3 separate regions of the Anas platyrhynchos genome follow, and regions 1 and 3 are each linked to region 2. A link is a contact called in public Hi-C data. All regions are on one chromosome and are shown on one strand. The core of a region is the stretch at or near the end of the contact, and the rest is flanking DNA. Distances in the headings are between cores, read along the strand shown.

Region 1 (3,515 bases), core at 738-3,237, 170 kb before region 2:
AGCTAACTGTTTTATCTCCTGGTTTGCATTAGACAGATCAAGTGGAAAAAAATTATGTCAAGGAAAAGAAGGCAGCAGCAAAAGAATTTGAAGATAAGAAAATTGAGCTTAAAGAAAATCTGATTGCAGAGTTGGAAGAGAAAAAGAAGATGATTGAGAATGAGAAGCTAACCATGGAATTAACAGGAGGTAAGAAACAAGATAGGCATTTGTCACTTGTCTTCCTTGCTTCAGTACTGCTTAGAAAAAAGAGATTAAAAAAAATAGCAGTGCTCATTTATACAGACAGCTAGTCTGGCTTTAAAACTTTCCAAATGTCAACAGATGTAGAACACAAATTGGTAGTCTTTTAGTGGGGAGTGCAGTTCATAATAAATTTAAGTGACCTGAATTACTAACAGATAAATCAACATAGTGTCAGCAAAGGAACAGAGTGGACAAACTTTCTTATTTACTTTTTCTCCTGTCAAAATTTAAGAAACTGTTGAGAAACCTTAGGCTTTGTTGCACAGCTGCAGTTACTTGGGTTTGGAACATTACTAGGCTAGCAGCATGGTGTGTCTGTATCTGAGTGGTTGTCTCTTCTGTAGGTTTCTTTTTGGAATATTTGGGAATTCCTCTGGTGGTACCTGGTCATGAGGTTCTCCCTTCATGGAGTGTGTTGTAAAGCCTGTGTTTTTTTTTTTTTTTTCTACTGTCAGGTTAATATGTTTTAATTGCTTAATTACATGCCTTTACCAGAAGGGAGCTCTAAATCTTCCAGAATAGAAGGCTAGAGGTTATATAAGTGAAAGTTAGCTCAAAACATTGTATACAAATTGATTTCCTATAATTAATGACCTTTACTGTTTGAATGAGTGGATTGTGTGTGTGTGGCCCAAATCCTTAAGGGTCCTCATCACTTCGGTAACGAGTAGCTTAGAGTTCTTTACTGATTCTGGAAAGCCACAGGTGGTTGGCTTTGAAAGGACTGTGTCAGTCCTTCAGTTGTGTAGCAGAAACATAACCAGGCTGGGATTGATACCCTCCCTACAGCAGGTTCAAGGCAGGAGTTGACTTTGCCCAGCTAGTGTCCCGTATTTCAGACGATAGGAAGAATGCAGTGTTACTGTTAGCAGTAACATCATTTCCCTCATTATTTCCCTAAATTATGATTGCGGTTGGAGTCAATGTAATTTAACTAATTTTGTAACTGAATTCTTCCAGTGAACACCTACCAGATGTTCATGTTTTTTCATTAGGCTGGTGTGAAATGTATTTTTATCATACCTTACTCCATATGCAGGGAAAGGGATTCTTTAGTTCCTGTGATCTGGCAATAGAACTCCTGAGAAATAATGCAGTATTGACCTTATCAGTGGTACCGGGTTTTAAACTGTCCTTTTTTCTCCAGTAACAGATGCTTAAGAAGCTAAAGGCAGGCAAACAACAAAGGTTGAAATGTGCTATTAAAGCTGGTAAAATAGATGTCTGTTAGCTGCATTTCTGCCCAGACTCTGGAAAATGGATGCTAAATGGACAGATTTCTTTCATGAAGCCGCTTGATACCTCGGCTGTGCTCTTGTCAATAATGGTCGTGGTGGAGTTATAGTGGTAATTAGCCTCTTTCACAGGTTGTGGTGCTGAACCCAAGGTCTGATTTGATTTCCTCAAAAAAAAACACTCCCTCACTTTACGGACCGATAACATTGGTTGTGTTGCTGAGGCCTGTCTGTGAATTAGACTGTTTTTTGTCTTTCTTTCCTAGTAGCTGCACAAGTTATGTAAGCTGATAATTTAATTAGTGTTCTGAAGGGAGAAATAAAACCTGTTTGGATGTATTCGAGTGCTTTTGGCTTTGTACAAACTATTAGTGATAATCTGGTCTGGAAAACACCTTGTGCTGTGCTGCTTCCCTGATAGTGGTGTTTTGGTTTGTTAGTTTGTTCAGTAATGAAGTCTAGTCTGATCTCACAAGCTGTCTGTGCCTTCGCCTTATCTTACTGTTATCCCATGCCTATGTTTGCCAACTACTAAGTTGGCATACAATGCTAATCTTGCAAGCAGATTTTCCTTAAGGAATCAGGATCTGAGTAGATCGTAGCTCTGGAAAATCTGGGTGCTAATGTTCTCAGAATCCGAAGGAAGCCAATTTCTTTGCCAGCAGGACAGCTGTTAGCATCAGGACTGAGATTTGCAGAGTTGAAGGGAGACTGAGCAGGAGTAAAAAGGGGTATGTAGTAGAAATGTGTCTGGTTTGGGGACCAGATTAATTCTTCTCAGGAAAGCATGGCCACCCACTGTTGGATGTCCTGGAGAGGTGAGCAGTTTCATCAGATACAACTCTGGGAAAAGGCACATAAATAACTGGAGCAGCAATCCCTTCTGTGTGTGCTAGACAGATTTCCCTCATCTCCTTCCTACCGGGCTAGCAGAAATGCAATCTGATTCCTTTAGAACTAGCAGGTTTTGTTCTGAATGCATGCTGGAGGCCAAGAAATAAGAACACTAGAGCTTGTGTGGACTTGGTGAGTTTTAAAACTTTTAAAAGCTCAGTGCATGCAGGAATGCAAGTGGGCAACCTGATGATAGGCTGGTGTGAGTGCCAGGACTCACCTGCATTTTTTTTAGGTTGCAGCTGTTGTCTTCTGGAGTGTTGTATGGTGTGGGGCTCAGCTGTTCAGCCTCACACAAGCCTATATTTCAGGTTAAATCTGTTGGTACTTGAGCAGCTCTTTGAAACCTTTATAAAATTTTCACGAATCTCTCAAGAATGTCGAAGCTCTTCAGGTGTTTCATGGTAAATGGAATACTTTCAAACTATTTTTTCCTGATAACTTTCTTTGGTGGTAACTTTCAGCTGACTTGTCACAATTCAATATACAGGGTGCTAAGATAAAGAGAGAACAAAAATGATATTTTTGCCTTATTCACATTTTAAGCAATACAGATACCATCTCTGTGACGACTCATTTCAAATTATTCTTGAAAAAAAGGTGAAAAAGCCTTCTCAGCTTGGCTGCATATCACCTTGAGTGAGTGCTTCAGACTCCTCTTTTGAGGCTCTTGTAAATCAATCGTAACAAATGTGAAGGATGGCTTCCATTCAGCACAATAACTTATGTTTTTAGTGTCTGCAGAGCTATTAGTGTTCAGTGTTTTTCAGTTGGCTTTGAATTGCAGAGAGGTTTCCTTTGGTGTGCTCTTGGAGGGTGGCACTTCATTTTTTATTTTTTTAATCTTTTATCACAATATCTTTTCCTTTGATGTGCGGAATGGCCATCCTTGTTCACCCTTGAGATAAGGAGAAAAGTAATTTGATGTGTTTTGAACACATCAGAACACTGATGTATTGTTGCTCAAGGATGTAGCATCTAGAGGGAGCCACAGAAGCTTCATATACCTAAGTGCTATCTGGGATGTGATTCATGTGTACTTAAAGATAAGCAAATAATTCATAGCACATAGAAGAGGTGAAATGATGGTTTAGCATTTAAGATGTGGTCTCTTCCTTGCCAGTTCAAGGTATCCTCATA
Region 2 (3,323 bases), core at 289-2,788:
TTGCACGCCTCCATGGGTTTTGAGAACCCCTATGTCTACTGCCCTTTTGAGATCATTTCACAGTGATCTGAGTGGAGTTTCATTGTCTGTGCTGTCACCCTGTGGTGACAGCTGATACTACATGCAAACAGAAAGAAATCTTAATTTAGCAGCTTGGAAGCTTCCGGTTGATCTGTTTACACAAGGTGAAACCTTCACTTCAACCATTCCTCCCTATACGGAAGATGCCAATGAAAAGGCTATGAGTTTTCCTCACATATAAGAAATGGCAATGGACTTGTCCTCAGCTGGAGTATATCAGCAATGCTGCTAAAATCAGCAGTTTATAAAAGCTGAGCATGTGACTTAATGTGTCTGCCTGCGTGTAAGATGAGATGATTGTGCCAAATATAATTAGGTAATGTCTGAGAAGTAATTTGAGCTCCAAAAGCAGGAAGCCAATCCTGAATGTTAGGAGTCTGTAATGTAGCTTTTGTAACATTATAAAATATCTTGTACATGATTTAGTTTGACAATGGCTCTTCTCTCTCCTGTTGTCACCAGGTAATGGAAGGGACTCCTCTAGAAAGTACATGTATATCATCTTTTCTCCTCTTCTGGCACCATCCTAATGAAACATTTTCTGCTGCTTTTATCCTGAGGTGGGAAAGAGCTTCTCTGTAGAAAAATAGCAGCTTCCCTTTTCCTGCTTCCTGACAACTTAGTTTCCTCATTACTGACCAGACAAGATCCTCAATCCTACTCCAGTCTCTGCTTATTTAAAGGATTGAAATAATGCAAAGAGATTGCTTCTCTGAACATCTCAGTCTTCAACTTACTCCTTTGGTACACTCTTGCAAGGTAGGTTCAAAGTAACCCATTTAACACACTGGAGATGGACACACCAAGAGTCCAAGCCAAAGGTCAACAGTATGTGTGGTAGAGTTGCTGGATTAGCGCTGCTTGCTCACCCTTCCTCCAATTCTGTTCTGGTCCTTTACAGTTTCAGCAAATAGGCTAATCATTCACAAATGCCTTTAGCCCAAATGAACCATGCAAGCTTGGGTAGGCTGCTTACTTTATGCACTGGAGAAGTGTTTGGGGCATTCAAGCAATGAACTCTCAGGCAGAGAATCTTGCTGTTTCCCGCTGCCTGCTATATTCCAAGTGTCATCCAAATCCCACCCTCCTCAGATTACACCTTTGTGAAACTGAAGTAAGAACATTTTCAGGGTCTTACTAGTAGCAAGACAAAGTTATTGTTGTTTGAGAATTGCTTGGCTATTAGGCTGGCAAGTGGAAAACACAACAGTTAGAATAAGTAATTCCTCTTTCACGGCTCACCCCTTCCTTCTGCTTCACAGTGGTTCTGAAATTGTCATCTTTGCTCTTCTTGTAGGAAAGATTTCACCATGGTAGAAAAGAAGCCAGCCATTCTTTTACATCAGCAGCAATACTCCCACTGTGTTTTACCTAGACCATAAAAAGCAGCATCTTATAAATAGGGATTATAAAATAAACACCTCTTTCTTGGAGATAGGCTGTTTTACCATAAATAAATGTCACAGTCATTGTATGGGTATTCAGAAACCACTGTATGTCTTTCTAATTGGAATTCCAGCTTTATGTATCACCATTCTATTCTGCTGTATTGTAAATTAATGTCTTCGTGCCTGTGTGTTAAAGAGATGTGACTATATTTGGCCTCAGACATTAATAACAGCAATTTTTTTTTGCTAAGTTTTAATAAATATCACTGTTGCAGTATTGCAGAAGATAAAAGCTCAGGGTAACAAACCCCAGGATATTTGGGCCCAGATCTAACTTCTAATAAGGTCAGTGGAAAGATTCTGATTGACCTTGTTTGGTGTTGATTACTGTAAAATGAGAATAGCTTGTTTTGACAAGGGCAAAGGCTGATCTTAAAGCCAGCGGCTCAATCTTTTATTCAAGGCACTGAGTGTCTGTAGCCATACTTCTTGTTATGCAGGAAGCCTACACAAAATAAAAGACACTTCCCAGTAGAAAAACTGGCAGACCACCAAAAGAAAGGGATCAAAGAAAATAAAAAAGATGTCACAGAAGGAATGCAGCTAGAAAGGATTCTCAGAAACCCCAACCTTAATTTCCTGTCTCTGGTGAGATTTCTTCTCACATGCCTGTAAACAGCTTCCAAAGAAAGACCAGTGCTAAACTCATAGCAAAGGCAAGAGGTCATTGATCTGGACAAATCCTTTAGCTGTTCAGTGGCACTGAGGTTTCGGTACAGACTCATTCTTGCTGAAGTCCCCATCCTATTTCTCTGACTATAGACTTCCAAACATTCTGTGTGTGCTAAAAGGCTCAGAGACCCCTTCATAATGCGTTTTACTGGAAGCATTTAAGAGTGCTATTAAAGGCTGGTTTATGGAAAATAAAATCAGAGCTATTTTGAATCACCAGAGCAGAAATACTGATGCGAATGTATGTGTAGATAGGATTGTTCTCCATCCAGAGTCTGGAAATTGGTGAGTGGAAGTAAAGCGTAATCTTTCCTACTTTGTCTGGAACTGAATTGCACCTTTGAAGGTAATAGCCTTCCCTGATACGGAGTCTGCTACCTTAGCCAGCCTATCAGGCTCATCACGTAGAGAACCTGGAAGAAAAGATTTCAGAAGCAGACATTTTACCCCTCTGTTCTTCTACAACCAACGCAAAGGTTAATTAACATGGCTTGTTCCATCTCACTCCTCATTTGTTCTAGGTAAGAAACACATTTCCTTCTGTTTTTAAATTTATGGTCCTGTATTTGGGGTATTTACCAAAGGTAAGGTTGTAAAGGTGTTTACCTTTACCAAAACCTTTGCTTCTGTGATTTAACTGACTACTGGCTGAAATAAATCAATGTCTAACCTCCTCCTTGAAAAGTCCATAACCAGCCGATTGCAGGAAGCTGGAAGGACGTGGTGGGGCTGGAAGCACCATGTGACTTGTTTCTTGTATTCTACTTAATCATCTGTTAGTGGTCCGTGTCAAAAATGGAACATAGATGGATTTTGATCTACCCAGTGCTTGTGTTTTATAACAGTATTGGAGAGGGAGGGTAAAGTTGAGCCTGTTGGGTGAAAGTCCAGTATAGCAGTGTCACTGTAGCATGTTTCTTGTTGTATTTGTCTATTCACCAGGGTAACAGTAAGCAGGAAGGATGTTCATTCAGGAGACCTTTTGACAGTGAGAAGAGGGGAATGCTCTTTTGCTGCTGTGCCAGAAGGGCAGGAAAACAATGGCATTTATCACATTAAACCAGCTACTGAGTTCCATGTTTCGAGCAAGACACCACAGCTGGTAGTGACTCTTACTCTTCA
Region 3 (3,478 bases), core at 704-3,203, 150 kb before region 2:
GACTTGTAGATACGGATTGCCTACTCGAGACCTGTTTGTGCCAGAGATCAGTATAAGCCATGTTTGGAGTTTGGTTTTGCAGAGGGAGCTTTCTGTTGTAGGGTCTTGTTTTGGCCTTGGACCCCTCCTCTTCTGCCATAAGCTTAACAAGATCCTTTGTCATTCTCCAGGGAAGCTTTCAAACTCACCGCTGCGGTTTTGAATTGGCTTTAAATAAAAGGTGTTCTGTTTCTGAAGTGCTGTGCCCAAGGGCTCTGGAGCACTCTGCATGCAATCCAAGCAGGCAGCAGACAAAGCCGTTAGATGTGAAGTACCCAAACATGATTACGTGGCAGAGAGCTGCCGGAAAGTGTTTGCAATCGGGTCCCAAAGGCTGGGTCTGGAAACCCACTGTCAGCAGGCGATAACTGTTTGAAGAAGTCAAGGTAGGTCTCGTTGACTCGTCGGGGTGTAGGTGGTTTGTTCCTTCACTTCGGTGTACAGCAAGAGGTGGTGCAGGCAGAGATGGGAAGATGAGAGAGGTGGAATGGAGGTGTTTTCAGCAGGCTTCTCTTTTTATTCCCCTCTGCTAAGGTGTTGTCTACCTGCACGAGGAATCTAAGCCACTTGGATTTGTAGCTTGCGTGACCGGCGGCCTCAGTGTCTGGTGTTCTGGAAGCAGATTTATAGCCTCAGGAGCTCCCATTGCATTTCCTCAGTGATGCTTGCAGAGCAAAACCTTGGTGAAAAGGCAGGTTTTGGGGGCAGGTGGAGGGAGGTGTCTGCTCTGTGGATGGTGCCCACCAGCCTCACCCTCGGAGCAGTGCAGCTCCTTGAGGAGTGGGGCAAGGAGAAGGGCTGAGGGATGCAGAGATCTTCTGAAGGAGCTCTGGGAAGCTTGGCTACCTTGTGCGTTCAACCAAAGGAACTGTTAGCTGTGACCTGAAAGGCCATCCTCATCTCCTGTCCCATCAGCAAGTGACCCAGTGGCCTCAGGCAGCAGCTGTGCATCCAGTGTAGCACCTGTACTATCTCGAAGCTCCTCCTCTGTCTCCTGGCTTCTCTTCAGTTCCGAACAAGTGCCTTCATTTTCCTTCTGAGCACCGCACCAGCTAGAACAACATCTTCCAGGATGGGGAGCCTCATGGGCACGTTCTGCTAAGCAAGAAGAGTGCTCAAATGTGCAGTTCCCTGCTGTGGCTTAGAGGGCTATGTCTATATTTTAAGTGTTTTTTTTTTTTTTTTTTTTTTTTTTTTTACTCCTCTTATTGGGAAGGGAAGATTATGGCACCTGATGATTTAATCAGCATAATCTCCAGATAAAACATTCCGATGTTATACTACTGGGAGATGCTCATTAATGCTGGCTTGGTACACATAAGGTAAATTAAATCATTAGTTTTAAGACTGGATTAGGTACATGCATCTCCTGCCTCTTCAAAAGGCAGTTCAGTAGTTCCTAAAAGCTTCTTGGCTTGGCATTTCTTGGGAGTCATCAAACCCTTCCAACACAAGTGTCTCGAGGTGGAGCAGGTACAGTGCTCTGATGTGCAACCACTAGCTCCACGTTGAAGTGGGCTCTGCTGGCCCAGGACTTGCTAAATGCCTCGTGTCTCCTGAGGCATTTATATTTTATTTTGCCAGCTCGTTAGTTCAGTGAGGTTTTGCCCCAGAGCTGGGGGACCAGCAATTGCTGCTTCCATCCCGAGCAGCTGCTCTGGAGAGGTGAGCTGGTTTGTGTGCGATGGAGGAGCCCTGGCCACCTCAAAGGGCTGGTGTCCACATCTCCATCCCACTGTTTGTGCTTGAAAACACACCTGAACATGGCTGTGCTGCATTTGTAGCCTACCTGTCTCACCTGGGGGAGCTTGAGAGAGCTCTCAGCCTGTTGTCTGCAGGTGCTGGCACCTCTGGCAGAAAAGGGAGCTCAGGTCTACCCAGAGGCTCTGCTGGGAGCACTTTGGGATGGGAGAATTTCGCAACCTTGATGCCACGTGCGTTGAAATGTGAATTGCTTTGCTTAGTTGTTGCTTTTGGGGCTCTCGCAGAACAACCTCTCACGTGCTGATGGCTTCTGCAGTGATCGGATCGGCTGAAGGCCAAGAGCAGAGGGACTGCTTAATGTAGCATCAGGTTTGAAGGTGGACCCTGTGGCTTCGGGATGCTCTCAAGCCAGCTGAAGACATCAGAATTGGTGCTTGCAGTGAATCTGATGCTGGGTAATATCTCAATGCGTTTCCCCCACCACTGTGCCAGGTTGGGCAGGTAGCTGTGTTACTGCAAGATGAAAGCTCCCCAGCTGGTGTACGTTATTCTCACTGCAGGCATCAAGGATTTGTCACTGACAGAGCAAAAGGGGAAAATATTATTTTTGGTTTGATCAGGCTGTTTTCGCTCTCACAGCTCCGCAGGCTACAGCAGAGCTGACTACACGTGAAGTGCTGTCAAACGCTCTGCCTGCTTTACCTTTTCCTTTGTGCAGATTTTTCATGAGGGGGGAAATTCTTTTTTTAATTATAATGTAAAGGAAGCGTTTGTCGCTTCTCATGCACTGACAAGAGGAGGCATGGGGGCAAAGCTGACATGCAGGATATATTTTGACTTGGTTTGATATCTCTTTCAGGCTGCTGATGCTTCGGTTGCATCTTCATGCCCGTCACCTGCGGCTCGCCCCACAGCCACGGAGAATCAGGCAAGTCCCTGCTTGGGAGCAGAGTCCTTGGTATCACACTAGGGGGACCTGAGGGCTCCAAACTGCACTCCTCAGCCTGCAGTCTGGAGACAAGAGCCAAATCAGCCAGTTTGGAAAACCAGAGCAGGAGAGGGAATTCCTCCCTTTGAGGAGGGCAGGCATCTTGCAGGAAGCACTCAGATGTCGGATCACACAGATGCCAAACCGTTTCCCCTTTCTCCATCCATGTGGCTTCCTAATAGAGATCAAACACGGCTGGATCATTTATTGAGGTGTTTGTTTGAAGTTGAGTGGACAGGAATCATTTCAAAACCGTAAGAGAAAAAGCTTTTAGCTCTTTCTGTTTTTCCAAAATAGCAACCGCATCACCACGCACCGTGGGGATGTCAGGGTGAATCTGTTTCACTGACAACAAGATTGTTCTGTCTAGACTGGGAAATGCTGTTTAACTGAGTGAGTCTGCAGAATAATTTAAAGGCAAAACACTTTACAGACGTTAGGTTTAAAATAAAAACTAGCTTGACACAGACGATGCTTGATGGATGGTTTGGGTGGGAGTGGGATGGCAGCTGGCTTCGAGACACAGCTTGAGGGTGGCGACTGACAGATGCCATTCAGCTGCCCGCGTGCAACAGCCAGAGCCAGGCAGTGTGACCTGGTGGCTGCTGATCTGTCACCATCCCCAAACAACCTGCTCCCTTCCCTGCCGTGCCATGGCAGCATCTGACACTCTCCAGCTCAGTTTGGTGAGGCCAAGCAGGGTGTTTTGGCCGGGGCTGGGTGCTCTGTGCCAGTCAGGCAGCATGG

Evidence for each region. Hi-C and Micro-C count contacts between places; a contact is called where the count stands out from the background.
Region 1: a contact with region 2 is called in a Hi-C map of liver, with 3 times the contacts expected there. The contact joins the enhancer-like site here to the promoter of TMEM233 in region 2. A contact is called at or near these places in 2 of 8 Hi-C or Micro-C datasets (liver and subcutaneous adipose tissue).
Region 3: a Hi-C map of skeletal muscle shows a contact between it and region 2, with 3 times the contacts expected there. The contact joins the promoter of SRRM4 here to the promoter of TMEM233 in region 2. A contact is called at or near these places in 2 of 8 Hi-C or Micro-C datasets (liver and skeletal muscle).

What each region holds. Positions count from the first base shown.
Region 1 is chr16:7,260,399-7,263,913 of IASCAAS_PekinDuck_T2T, forward strand. SUDS3 (SDS3 homolog, SIN3A corepressor complex component) reads left to right here. Exons shown (of 12, transcript XM_027469961.3): 6 at 33-189. Among named protein-coding and RNA genes, the nearest start is that of SUDS3, 7.2 kb to the left of the region's middle. Within about 2 kb of position 1,988, at least 1 of the 8 cell types and tissues checked has an H3K27ac peak or open chromatin away from gene starts, as enhancers often do.
Region 2 is chr16:7,432,880-7,436,202 of IASCAAS_PekinDuck_T2T, forward strand. TMEM233 (transmembrane protein 233) reads left to right here and starts at 1,539. Exons shown (of 10, transcript XM_072024305.1): 1 at 1,539-3,323.
Region 3 is chr16:7,284,754-7,288,231 of IASCAAS_PekinDuck_T2T, forward strand. It overlaps SRRM4 (serine/arginine repetitive matrix 4), which reads left to right and starts at 1,954. Exons shown (of 26, transcript XM_072024296.1): 1 at 1,954-2,198; 2 at 2,603-2,671.